2 separate regions of the Callithrix jacchus genome follow, and region 2 is linked to region 1. The links are chromatin contacts, called in public Hi-C maps. All regions are on one chromosome and are shown on one strand. The core of a region is the stretch at or near the end of the contact, and the rest is flanking DNA. Distances in the headings are between cores, read along the strand shown. Region 1 overlaps LOC103796259 (a long non-coding RNA gene). Region 2 holds the start of LOC118145472 (keratin, type II cytoskeletal 8).

Region 1 (6,908 bases), core at 2,893-5,392:
TATCTGACTTGTGTGGAGCATTACAATAGAGACAGGGCATGCTCTGAGAGAGGTGATATTTACCATGAGCAGAAAGAGGGCCGATGGAAAGTCCCAGCTTATCTAAAACCCAGGGACCAGGCCTCGAGATAACAGCACACTGTTTTTAAAACACTTACATCCAGAAAGAAGAATTTAGCAAGGTACCACAGCATGGCCTTTGTGGCATTAATTGGGTCTTTCTTACCATTGCCCAACCCTGAAGGTCTATTTTGGTGAGTACTACAAGGTGTTTGGGAAAAGAAAATTTATATAGTACTTATGAGTCTAAAATTTTTGGCAACTGGCAATAGCAAAGTAAGATAGTCTTGGTTGTAGAGAAAGTGATATTAAATATGAGGAAGGAGATTTATTCATAAATATTCCCTCCTCACTTCTTTTTTTTTTTGAGATGGGGTTTCACTATGTTGGTCAGGCTGGTCTTGAACTACTGACCTCAGGTGATCCACCCACCTTGGCCTCCCAAAGTGCTGGGATTATAGGCATGAGCCACCAGGCCCCGCCCCCTCTTCACTTCTTAATGACAACTATCAATATGAAGGCCTGCAATTCTCAATGCTTTGCAGACTTGCAACAACCTTGATTGTACCATCTCCTTAAAGATGAGAAAACTGAGGGTCAGATAATTTAAATAACTTGCCTGTGGCACAAAACTGCATATACAAATGCACATGCATACACAGAGGCTATTTTGATTAAATGGGATATGGACGAATTATATGAATAAGCCAATGAGAATCTGCATACTCCACTGTTACCTACAGGGCAATTAGTGGACAGACAAGCAAATAGCATAGTTTTTTCTCAAAAATAATAATGAACAAGTCAATCTCAGTGAATTTTGTGAAAACGGTCAAGACTCAATCCCATACCTTTTTCATCTTTACCTATTGCCCTGAACAGTAACAACTGAATGTTGTTACTGGTGAAAATGGTGCCAAGGCCCTGTGAGATTTTCAGGTTACCATGAACACTATGGTCACGTTTGCTGACTTTGACTTCCAGAGCACTACAGTGGCTTCATCCTTTCTGGAAAGAGCTTCAGCTGAAAATAGCAGAATCATGAACCTTATCTTGTTTATTCCTCAGTTAATGACAGCATTGTAGTTTATTAAGGTTCCTCTGTATTTATTTGGTATATTTCAAGGAACAGAATGGACAGGTGACTGGAGTGGAGTGAAAGGAAGTAGGTGGCAAATGAGGGTGCAGAGGTGGAAGAACCAGCTCACAGTAAGATTTGTGGGCCCTGCCAAGAATCTGGGATTTTATTACATTGCAAAGGGAAGCTACTAAGGAATCTGAAGCCAGAGAGTGACATGATCTGATGTAAAATTTAAAAAGATCATCCTGGCTGCTTTGTGTACTTAATGGTTGTATAGTGAATACATTGGAAGGGGACAAGAAAGGTCAGGATAGTTGATAGTTTGGACTTGGGTGGTGGCAATAAAGGTGGAGAAAAGTGGATGGACAGATTTGAGCTATATTGGAAATAAGAATTACAGGATGTGATGATGGATTGAATGTGGAAAGGCGAGAAAGAAGAGTCAAGGATGACTCAAGGTTTTGGCTTGAGCAACTGAATAGATAATGGGACATTTGTTGAGATGGAGAAGATTGCCAGAGGAGAAGGCTTGAAGGAGATAACCAAAAGTTCAATTATGGATATGTTAAGCAGATATCCAAGCTCAGGCATGCAATAAGTAGCTGGAGGTATTGATTAGGATGTCAAAGGAAGTATCTGGAATAGAGAGTCATTGGCATATGGGTAGTCTTTGAAGCCTTGGGAATGAGGAAGAGCCTTATGGTTAAAATGTCAAGTGAGAAGAAAAATGGATGCACAGCTATGCTTTGAGTATTCCAATATTTAGCAATTTACTGGAGGAGATGAAGTAAATAAATGAAACTGAAAGAAAGCTAAGGAGGAAACCAGAGGAAGCATACTTTGAAAAGGAGGGAGTAGTCAGTTAAATCAGTTGAGATCAAGGAAGACCAGGATTACAGTGTAAGGTTAAATATGCACTTACTAGAGAATGTTACGTGCCTTGGGTAGTCTCAAAATTAAGGATTTGAAAAGATTTCAGGACATATATTGGGCAAATAGTAAAAATTTACTGTTAGTTTATAGAACATAAAAGCCCTTTAAGACATTTCTCAACCTGGGCGGGTTATTGGTGTGGTGGGGGTGGGACCTGGGACAAAGTTGGGACTCCTTTTCCAGTTGAGATTTCATAATGGACAATTCACAAAATTCTTAGCAAATTGCTTCATAAGTAAAGAGGGAGAGAATTCAGGGAACATTCATTGCAAAATCTAGAGCCGTGCAGACAGGGCAGAGAGTATTGCCTTTATGGTCACAGCAGAGTTCTCAGGCACCCTTTTCTTTTTCTCTTTTCTCTTCCTTTTCTGATGTTCAGCTCCTCTTTTTTTTTTTTTTCCATTTCGATAGGTTTTCAGGGAACACGTGGTGTTTGGTTACATGGGTAAGTTCTTTAACGGTGGTTTCTGAGATTTCGGTGCACCCGTCACCTGATGGTCACAGCAGAGTTATCAGGCACCTTTTTCATCTTCATTTAACAGTGTCTTTTGAGAGAAGATCCACCAGGAGAATCTTGAGGGCATTAAAGATCATATTAGGCTTTAAAGACTAGATCTTGCTTTTGGGGTCCTGACTAGGGACTGGGGTTCTTTTTGGGAGCGAGGGACTGTCATCTTCTAATGTGATTAGCATCAAGATTTCCCTTCAGGTGAATTTGAAAATAAACTGATCAAACCTGTTTTGCCCAATTTAGGCTTCTTTTGAGATAGAAATAGAAACAACAACAACAAAAAACCCAAAACACAACAACCACGAAGACCAAAATAGAACAGGAGTTTATATCGGAAGGAGATTAAGAGATTTCTGGCAATCACTGCAGAGAACCAGGACACACATGCCCAGTTAGACAGAGCGAGAACAGGGCACACAGATCACAAAGAGAAGCTCACACCACTGGAGATGAAGAATAGGATGTTGTGGAGAAGAGATCACACACTGGAATTCTCCCAGGAGAGTAGCTTTATTTATGGAGGACCAAAGTTTTTCTAATTAGGTCCCAGACCCTTCCCAGTATCCTACAAATCAAGAAAATAATGCACATGGAAAAGAAAAGAGTTAAGGTTGTGGATGGTTTTATTTGCAGTATAGGAGCATTTGAGTTTCTTTGAATTCCCCAAGTCAGTTCAGGGTGAAGTTAATGTCTCTTTTAGGGAATAGCAGTATAAATACCAAGGAGAACCCTCTCATTGAAGGATAAAAACATTAAGAAAATGCAGCCTTTGTGAACGTCCCTGCTAGGTCTGGTTGGGCTCTGGTGCTTCCATTAATGTCAAGATAACAACATTAAGTTCATTCATTAGTTCAACAAATATTTACTGAGTATCTATCATGTGCTAGGCATTGTGCTGAATGCTAGAGACATAGATTGAAATGAAGCAGACAGGGTCCTTGACCTCTTGGTACTTAGATCCTGAAGGTAAACACAGACAATAAACAGGTAAATAAAAAAGCAATTAATAATATAATTTCAGTTAGTGATAAGGAATGGGAAGAAAACAAACACAAGAGTTCTGGGTAGAGAATGCCTTGGGGTGGAGTGCAGATTGGTAGAGTTTTACTGGTGATGAAAAAAGGCTTTTCTGAGAAGATAACCTTTGTACTCAGATAAGAAGGAGCCAGCCATATACAGATCTGGGGAGGGAAGTTATCAGGCTTACAAAGCTGCAACTGCCAAGACTGTTGGAAGTTTGAAAAATGAAAAGAGTCCATGTGGCTGGAGCTTAGTGCGAAGGAGGAGAAGAGTAGAAAATATGTTTGGAGAAATACTCAGGGAATAGACCAAGCAGGGGCTTGAGGGCCAATGATAAGGGTTTGAAGTTTGTCCTAAGTGAAATAGAAAGCCCTTGGAGGGTTCGAGTAAAAGAGTGTTGTGGTCTAGACTAAAAGAACACACTGAAGAGAATGAGAAGAATGGATTGAAGGGCATGAAGAGTGGATACAGAGATGGGTTAGGAAGCTATTACAGTAGTGGTCTCGACAAAGACAAAATGGGGCTCAGGCTAAAGGCACTGCAATTTAGAATCTGAGCTGGAGGAAAACTTAGTTTTCAACATAGGTTGCATAAAGCCCTAGGTTTTGGAGAAAGTGCATCAGGACTGGCCAAGGCAGCAGAGATCTGAGTAGGTGGAGCCACTGACTTGCACTTGGGGTTGCCTCAGGGTCAGAGCTAATCAGGGGATCTGATAACTGGGGGCTACAAGTGAGGGGGATTGCAGTGCTTTCAGAGGTGTGCTGGTAAATGTTTAACAGCAGGCACTAGTGGGAGGGAGAAGGCTGGATTTGTGGTATTTGCCAATTAAACACTGCAAATGATCCCACAGTTGTTGATTTCAAGCTGCCAAGGTGATGCAAAGTGGGGAAGGGGTACATAAAATTGGCCCTTTAGAGCCTGTTCTACTGACCCCAGCCCACCACTGAGCACCTTCCTCACATCTATTGCTGGCTTTGGCTAGTACACTACACTTTGCAAACTGGGCTGCTGAAGCCTTAGTAAAGAGTGGAGTGGAACCAGGCTCGGTTGTCACACTCTCCTCTACAGTTACAGGGCATGTGGAGAGCTGGACCTTCCTCCTTATAACTAGATAGCTCCCTGCTGTTCTTTCTGGAGTGGGTATGGATAGGACCTTTCTAAAACAGCCCCTGCTGCCTCTATCTGTGCCCACAGTTCTACCATTAGTAAATACTTCTTTCCTTTTTTTCTGAAGTTCTTTAAGAAATTTAGAGTTCATGGTTTGGGTGCAGCAAGTTCCCAGCATTTTTATGTGGGCCCGTTTGGCAGACTGGAGAGAGAGACCTTGAGCTGGACAGGTATAGGTAGGAGCTAAGGCACTCAGATAGTCTGGGATCAGTGTGATCATTCCTCACAATCTGCTCATTTAGTGAGGCCCCCCCCAAAAAATAGGGGAGGGGGCCTATTAGATTCTTCTTCTCCTGAAGTCCTTGGGTAAAGCCTATGGTTAAAAGACTGTCTTTCCTAGTGAATGAGCCTAGAAAATTGACTTAGACAAAGGGAGGTCCAGGATAGTTCTAAAAGACTCTCTTCTACCTTCCTTACATCATAACCCAAATCAACTCCAAATGGCATTAAATTTTATAGGCAAAACCTTAAACATTTTATCTATTTTTTTTTTGAGACGGAGTTTCGCTCTTATTACCCAGGCTGTGGAGTGCAATGGCGTGATCTCGGCTCACCGCAACCTCCGCCTCCTGGGTTCAGGCAATTCTCCTGCCTCAGCCTCCTGAGTAGCTGCGATTACAGGCATGCGCCACCATGCCCAGCTATTTTTTTTGTATTTTTAGTAGAGACAAGGTTTCACCATGTTGACCAGGATGGTCTCGATCTCTTGACCTTGTGATCTACCTGACTCGGCCTCCCAAAGTGCTGGGATTACAGGCTTGAGCCACCGCACCCAGCAACATTTTAGAAGAAAATATAGACTATTCGTATGATCCAGAGGTAGGAAATGATTTATTAAATGAGGCTCATAAAGTACTTAACACAAAATAGATAAATTCAACCACATTAAAATTAAAATTATGTTCATCAAAAGGCAGCATGAAAAAAAGACTAGCCTCAAATTCCTCAAATTGGGAGAAGATATTTGTGATATAATTAATTAATTGTGATTAATATACAACATATTTTTTAAAAACCCTGAAATCTGAAAATCAAACACCGCATGTTCTCACTCATAGGTGGTGTTGAACGATGAGAACACATGGACACAGGGAGGGAAGCACTACATACTGGGGTCTGTCAGGGGGGAATTAGGGGAGGGACAGCAGGGGGTGGGGAGTTGGGGAGAGATAGCATGGGGGGAAATGCCAGATATAGGTGATGGGGAGGAAGGCAGCAAATCACATTGCCATGTGTGTACCTATGCAACAATCTTGCATGTCCTCCACATGTACCCCCAAACCTAAAATGCAATAAAAAATAAAATAAAATAAAAAACCCTGAAATCTACATGAACAATGCAAACAAACATGGTTAAAAGAGAAATGGGAAAATTACATGAACAAGGAATTCACTGAAGAGGAAACATAAATAGCCAACAGTCATATGAAAGATACTCATCTCATTAGTAGAAGATACTATATTCCACCCATTTTATTCCAACTAGATTGGCCATTTTTTTTTTAATTCTAACGGTACCAAGTGTTGGATAAAATATAGAGTGATGAGACTTACATACTTCTGGTTGTAGAACTGCTGGTGCAGAAATTGGTATAGTCACTTTGGCAAGCAATGTGATACTATTTTGTAAATTTGAAGTTAGATACACTTATAACCCAGAAATTTCAACCCATGTGTATCCTCCAGAGCAGGGTTTCTCAAACTCAGCTCTGCTGACATTTTGATCTGGATCATTCTTTGTTGCGCAGGGCTGTTCTGTGCTGGTTAACAGCATCCTTGGCCACTAGCTTCTAGCCAGTAGAAGGCCTCTGTCCCCATTTCTCTGCAGGGATTCCTCTGGTTGTGACGACCAAAAATTTGTCTAGATATTTTCAAGTGTCTCTGGAGAGGGAAATTGCTCTGATGAAGAACCACTGCTCTAGAGAAACTGTTTCACATGGGTGCCAGGAAATATTTAAATAACTTCATAGCAAAATTCTTTTTTTTTTCCATAGCAAAATTCTTAACAACTAAAAACCTCTGGAAACCACTCACATATTGATCAACAGTAGAATGAATACATAAATTGTGGAATATTTACACAATGAAATACTATACAGTAGTACAGATGAATAAGCTAATGAGCTACAACTTTGG
Region 2 (6,908 bases), core at 3,163-5,662, 300 kb before region 1:
ATTTAGTTATCCTCTGTGGGTCTGATTTCACACTATTAAATGAGGGGATTTAGCACATATCCCCAAACTTTCTTCTATTTTTGAGGATTTATTTTGAAACAGTGTCTTTTTTTGTCACACAGACTGGAGTGCAATGGTGTGATCATGGCTCACTGCAACCTCAGCCTCCTGAGCTTAAATGATCCTGCCACCTCAGCCTCCCGAGTAACAGGGACTATAGGTGCAGGCCACCACACCTGGCTAATTATCATTTTATATATATATATATATATATATATATATATATATATATATATATAGAGAGAGAGAGAGAGAGAGAGAGAGAGAGAGAGAGAGAGAGACATTTAATGGGAAATTATAATTGTTTCCTGAAAATGCTGATACAGTGTGGGTCAAACAAAACACCAGGAGTATAATGGAAGAGTCAGCATACATATATTCTTTAGTATATCCTATACCTTTAGAAACATTTTTTTGGAAATATGAGTCTCCCTCGGTCACCCAGGCTGGAATGCAGTGGCATGATCTCGGCTCACTGCAACCTCTGCCTCCTGGGTTCAAGAGATCCTGGGGCCTGAACCTCCCCTGAGCTGGGATTACAGGCATGTATCACCACACCTGGCTATTTTTTGTGTTTTTAGTAGCAACAAGATTTTGCTATGTTGACCGCCTGGCCTGGTCTTGAACTCCTGGCCTCAAGTAATCCACCTGCCTCAGCCCCTGAGAGTGCTGGGATTACAGGCCTGAGTCACCGTGCCCAGACTAAAAACATTTTTTTAAAAAATATTAACTGAAATTTTAAAACTAAAGTTTGCAGTTCGCTCCAATGTATCTCAAAGTCAAACTGGCAGGTACAGATTTATATAAAGCTAGTAGATATACCTAACCTGGAAGGCTCATATTCTTATGCCATATTTTATCATTTGACTACTAAAAAAAGAAACTGAATTAAAATAATCCATCTCAGCATGCTTTTCCAATACAATAGTATTAACACAATGCAAGCATCAGAATGTCTAATAAAGTTAACAAGCCAAGGCCTATAATAAATGGGCACAAATTAACCCATTATTATAGGCCAGTGATGTCTCAAAGAGTAGAGGAGTGCCTACTGGGCTTTCAGTTCCTTCAGTCTTCTGATGACGACCTTACCGTGACAGCGGAAATGGTATGTAGATCCAGGCATCACCAGCCACTGTTTTCCTGAAGGAACCACAGTGCCAGAAACTCACAGCTCATCTCTTCATCTTGGTTTTGCCACAGAAAGAGCAAATGTACTTGGTGTGCTGGCTGATTTCAATTTTCTTCACCATCTTTCAGAGGAAGGCCCCATAGCAGGTACCATATTTACCGATGATTCTGACTTTCTTGGTGCGTTTGGCCATGTCACTGCGAACTAGGTCCCAGCCCAGAGAGCTATGTTTTCTGTTTTTGTTTTTGTTTTAAGTAGAGAGGAGGTATCGCTGTTGCCCAGCTGGTCTTGAATTCCTGAGCCCAAGCAATCCTCCTGCCTCAGCTTCCCAAAGTGCTGGGATTACAGGCGTGAGCCACCATGCCCAGCCTTATTTCTAATGTTTAAAGCATTAAGAAGAAACAGTTTGTCACAACATAATAGAACTGTCTAACAGCCAGAACTGCCCAAAGATGGACTACTCCCCGTGGAGGTATGAATATGCCAACTCTGAGGTGTCCAAGAATAGCAGGGATGCTATTCAGCCTTCTTAAACCTTAGGAAGGTAACCAAACTAGTGTTAGTCTTTTCTAACCCTGCATTTCTAAATTCTGAAAGTTGAATTGCAAACTGCTTGGAGGAGAGCTCCATGTCATACCTTATATGCTGGGGCTGCTGTGAAAGGCACCTTTCAGAGCTCTGATTGCGGGGAGACTAACTGACTAACAGTCCTAAGGTAAATCCTTCACCCTGTTTGTCCCAAGACACACTTCCTATGGGCTGGGTCTCAGCCAATGACTGAGCATGGCTGAGATACTAAGGCAGGCCTGTTCCTGGGAGATGTGGACTCTGACAGATACTTTTTGTGGCCTTGCTGAAATGTTATAGAACTGCACTGCAATCTAAGACTCTTCCTTCCTTCACCTCCTCACCTGGTGCCAGACCTACATCTCAGTCTGATGGTTCTTGAGACGCCCTTAGCTCCTTCTCCATTTTCCCTCACAATCATTTCCCCTAATACATCTCTTGCATGAGCAATCCCATATTGATGTCTGCTTCTCAAAGGACCCACACATGCATTATCTTGTGGTGAAAAGTCATACATTTTGGTTGAGGGTTAATGCCTATGTCAGAATGAGGAACTTTTTAAACACTGGGAAGTCAGGGACCCACAGAGACCTACTGTAATAGAATCAATGGAGATGGACTCTTGGAATTTCTGTATTGCAAATCTTCCCGATGTGATTTACATGCAGGCAGCCCTGCATCAGGCAAAACTCTTCAGTCCCTAGCAGAGTAAATACTGAAAAGTGGGTGTATGGTAAATAGACCTTGAAAGACAAAATCCAGCCAGGCACAGTGGCTCACACTTGTAATCCTAGCACTTTGGGAGGCCAAGGCTAGGGAATCACCTGAGGTCAGGAGTTCAAGACTAGCCTGGCCAACATAGTGAAACCCCATCTCTACTAAAAATACAAAAATTAGACTGGTATGGTGGTGCACACTTGTAATTCAAGCTACTCGGGAGGCTGAGACAGGAGAATTGCTTGAACCCGGAAGGCAGAGGTTGCAGTAAGCTGAGATCATGTTACTGTACTCCAGCCTGGGCAACAAAGTGAGACTCCATCTCAGAAAAGAAAAAAAAAAAAATCAAAAAAATGTTGAAAAGCTTGATAAGTTTGTGTTATTTTAGAATAAAGAAGGCGAATTGGCAGAGTTACTGTTTTTCTCTATTACCTCAACATCCTTCATTTTCTCTTTCATATCGAACATTTTCTAAATTTTATCTTGTTCTACAGATGGCGAAGTATGTGTTTTAACATTAGCCTGAGGCAGAGAGAGAGATTAGCAGAAAGTACCAGATTTTGCCAACCAGGCCTAGAAAACAGCATCTTCAGCATCATCCTGACATCCAGCACCGCTGACTCAGTCTTGAAGCTTTCTTTGCTTTGCCCCTTTCCAAAGTAATCTTGGAAATTACAAATGGCTGGCAGTTTGCTCGTGTGTTTAAAAGCACTGCCTCAGGGATTTTTATTTTGAAAATTAAAAGACATTTTCAAAAATTTTGGATAGTTAACATTTTCATTCTGACTTCCTTTTCTTATTTGAAGACAGCCATGGTAGCTGTCACTAGACAAAAATAACTTAACAGCTTGGGAATTACCAAGGAGGTATTTAAGAGTGTCTTTTGGCCGGGCGCGGTGGCTCAAGCCTGTAATCCCAGCACTTTGGGAGGCCGAGGCGGGTGGATCACGAGGTCAAGAGATCGAGACCATCCTGGTCAACATGGTGAAACCCCGTCTCTACTAAACATACAAAAAAAAATTAGCTGGGCATGGTGGCGCATGCCTGTAGTTCCAGCTACTCGGGAGGCTGAGGCAGGAGAATTGCCTGAACCCAGGAGGCGGAGGTTGCGGTGAGCCGAGACAACACCATTGCACTCCAGTCTGGGTAACAAGAGCGAAACTCTGTCTCAAAAAAAAAAAAAAAAAGTGTCTTTTTGTTTATTTATTTATTTATTTTTGAGACAGTATTCGATGGCCAGGTTAGGAAAAAGACAATCTACAGAACATGGAGTCTTCCCTCCACATCCTGCCCAACGTCTCTCCTTGGGTCTAACATTTAATTTCCTCTTTCTTTTCTAGATTTCTTTCAAAATATGTTCATGTAGACGAAGAAGAGCTTTTCTGAACATTTCAGCACCACCGCCACCGCCCCACTCCACCCCAAGTGCTGCTTTTCTGAATACGCATCATCATAGTATGTGCAGATTTTGCCTGCAATTCCTTGAAATAATTGTGTCATGCTAAGATCTTTCTAAAATGTTCAAAGTTCTATTTGTAATTCTGAGGGAGTGAAAAGTAATCAATTCCATGGCTGAACTTGGTGTTGGTATTTTGGTCTTAACAAATTATCAGCTTGATCAGGTGGTAGTCTTCCTGCTTTTCTATTCTGGTTTTTCTACCTTTATTTTTCTATCTCTGATAACATCTGGTTTCTTGGACAATGATTTAATTTTTGCCTACTTCTATTTCTCCCAGTAGTTTATGCACTCAGACTTTGGAACCCACACGTGGTTCTGTAATCCAGAAGTTGTTCCCTTGAGTCTCATTTTCCTCTTGTGTTAGAATTGAAAGGGAAAGATCAGGAGAAGAAAATCAGATTTAGAAAAGATTAGGCATGAATAGGGAAATATTTCTGATATTTATCCAAACGTTTTGAAATTTTGGGTTAATATGAGTCTTCAGAAGTATTGCAAGGCTATCTGGCTCTGTACTATCCAACCAGCTTGAGAGAGTAAGATGCTTTTTGGTGATGTTTTGAAAAAGCCTGGCTTTAAGAATGGCCTTCAGCCAGTCTTGCCAGAAGCCTCACTACCAGCCCTCACATCCTAAAGGTCCCATCAGTTCTGCACAAATGGCATGTGCTGCTCCCAGCCATCCTTTACCCTTGCTTGAGCTCTAGGTACAGTAAAGAGGACCCAGAAGCCTACATTTAGTCACTTGTGTAACTTAAAACTATGTTTAAAGTTTGTCAATGTTGTTATTTTTTGTTCAAAAAATTATTGTTTTCAATTTGCCCTTAAAAATTAGATGCTGACTCCTGTGCACAGTAGGACCACTCTAGGGATGTTGATAGGTGTGTAAAGGTACCTTATTTGAGACCATGATAGAATAACTGCAAGGCTCTGGAGCCTAATATGAAAGCTTCTCCATCCCAAAGCTCCCCATGCAAATACAGAGGCATCAGAGCCTAGAAACTATCCACTACCGTGAAGATTCATTCATTAGAGTAGGTGCCTATCAGGTATCTGATCAGTAGGGATTAGACTTGATATCTTTTTCTTTATTCCCTAACCCTATCATGTCTTGAAATGTTCACGTATGTATATTTATGTACACAAACCTTTATGTATTGTATGTATATACATATATATAGTTTTTGTTTTATTTTTTGAGACAGAATCTTACTCTATTACCCAGCTAAAGTGCAGTGGTGTGATCTCAGCTCACTGCAACCTCCGCCTCCTGGGTCTAAGTGATTCTCCTGCCTCAGCCTCCCCAGTAGCTGGGATTACAGGTACCTGCCAATGTTATATTTTTAGTAGAGATGGGGTTTCACCATGTTGAACAGGCTGGACTCGAATTTGTGACCTCAAGCGATCCACCAGCCTGGGCCTCCCAAGGTGCTGAGATTACAGGCATGAGCTACCGCTCCCAGTCTATTTAATTATTTAATATCTAATAATTAAAAAAATATTTTTAATGTATAGCCAGCTTCTCACTTCCGGTAGCTTTTTGGCACCTATGCTTTTATTTAAGCTCGATAACTTTTCTCACAGTTTATTTGATTATTCAGGTCAAAAATATTTAGGGTGCCTTTTGCACAAAGGGTAAGATAAACTGTAAGTGGCCAGGACTCCCTCTGCATCCTTCATTCTAGAAAGCAGGGCATTTTTAAGCTTGCGCTCTTCTTGGCTCATTCTGCAATGTAATCTTCAGCATGAGCTCACCATGGAGACCAGAATTTTGAAAGCCCTTGATCTTAACCTGCAAGAAAAGATGGTTACTTTTGAGGTGTGTCCCTCTGAATTTTACATAATCATGTAAATGGTTTTCAAAACAATTACTAGGCTAGGCATGGTGGTTCATACCTATAATCCTAGCATTTTGGGAGGCTGAGGTGGGAGAGTCCCTGAGGCCAGGAATTTGAGACTAGTCTGGGCAATATAGCAAGACTCATCTCTACAAATAAAATAAAATAAAATAAAATAATTATCTGGCATGGTGGTGTGAGCCTACAGTCCTGGCTTCTCTGGATGCTGAGGAGAATGGATCCCTTGAGCCCAGGAGTTTGAGGCTGCAATGAGCTAAGATCACTGCATGCAACTGGGTGACACAGGAAGAGCCTGTCTTTAAAAACAAGCAGCAAACAAGAACAAACAGAAATAATGAGTATATTTCAATAAAGGATTAACATCCTATAAAACAGGGCTAGCCAGCAGAAAATGGCTAGGAGCAACATGGACAACATGTTTGAGAACTACATCTACAACCTGAGGCGGCAGCTGGAGACTCTGGGCCAGGAGAAGCTGAAGCTGGAGGCGGAGCTTGGCAACATGCAGGGGCTGGTGGAGGACTTCAAGAACAAGTATGAGGAAGAGATCAATAAGCGTACAGAGATGGAGAATGAATTTGTCCTCATCAAGAAGGTTGTGGATGAAGCTTACATGAACAAGGTAGAGCTGGAGTCTCGCCTGGAAGGACTGACTGACGAGATCAACTTCCTCAGGCAGCTGTATGAAGAGGAGATCCGGGAGCTGCAGTCCCAGATCTCCGACACGTCTGTGGTGCTGTCCATGGACAACAGCCGCTCTCTGGACATGGATGGCATCATTGCCGAGGTCAAGGCGCAGTACGAGGAGATCGCCAACCGCAGCCGGGCTGAGGCAGAGAGCATATACCAGATCAAGTATGAGGAGTTGCAGATGCTGGCTGGGAAGCACAGGGATGACCTGCGGCATACGAAGACTGAGATCTCCGAGATGAACCGGAACATCAGCCGGCTCCAGGCTGAGATCGAGGGCCTCAAAGGCCAGAGGGCTTCCCTGGACGCCGCAATTGTAGATGCTCAGCAGCGTGGGGATCAGGCACTCAACGATGCTCATGACAAGCAGAAGGAGCTGGAGGCCGCCCTGCAGCGGGCCAAGCAGGACATGGCAAAGCAGCTGCGTGAG

Evidence for each region. Hi-C and Micro-C count contacts between places; a contact is called where the count stands out from the background.
Region 2: a Hi-C map of induced pluripotent stem cells shows a contact between it and region 1, with 6 times the contacts expected there. The contact joins the promoter of LOC118145472 here to the enhancer-like site in region 1. A contact is called at or near these places in 2 of 3 Hi-C or Micro-C datasets (induced pluripotent stem cells and skeletal muscle).

Annotation. Positions count from the first base shown.
Region 1 is chr10:92,555,460-92,562,367 of calJac240_pri, reverse strand. All of the region lies in intron 2 of LOC103796259 (a long non-coding RNA gene), which reads left to right. Among named protein-coding and RNA genes, the nearest start is that of BBOX1, 150 kb to the right of the region's middle. Within about 2 kb of position 4,142, at least 5 of the 16 cell types and tissues checked have an H3K27ac peak or open chromatin away from gene starts, as enhancers often do.
Region 2 is chr10:92,851,560-92,858,467 of calJac240_pri, reverse strand. It overlaps LOC118145472 (keratin, type II cytoskeletal 8), which reads left to right and starts at 4,412. Exons shown (of 1, transcript XM_035262275.3): 1 at 4,412-6,908. The coding sequence starts at 6,180. It also overlaps the pseudogene LOC108591034.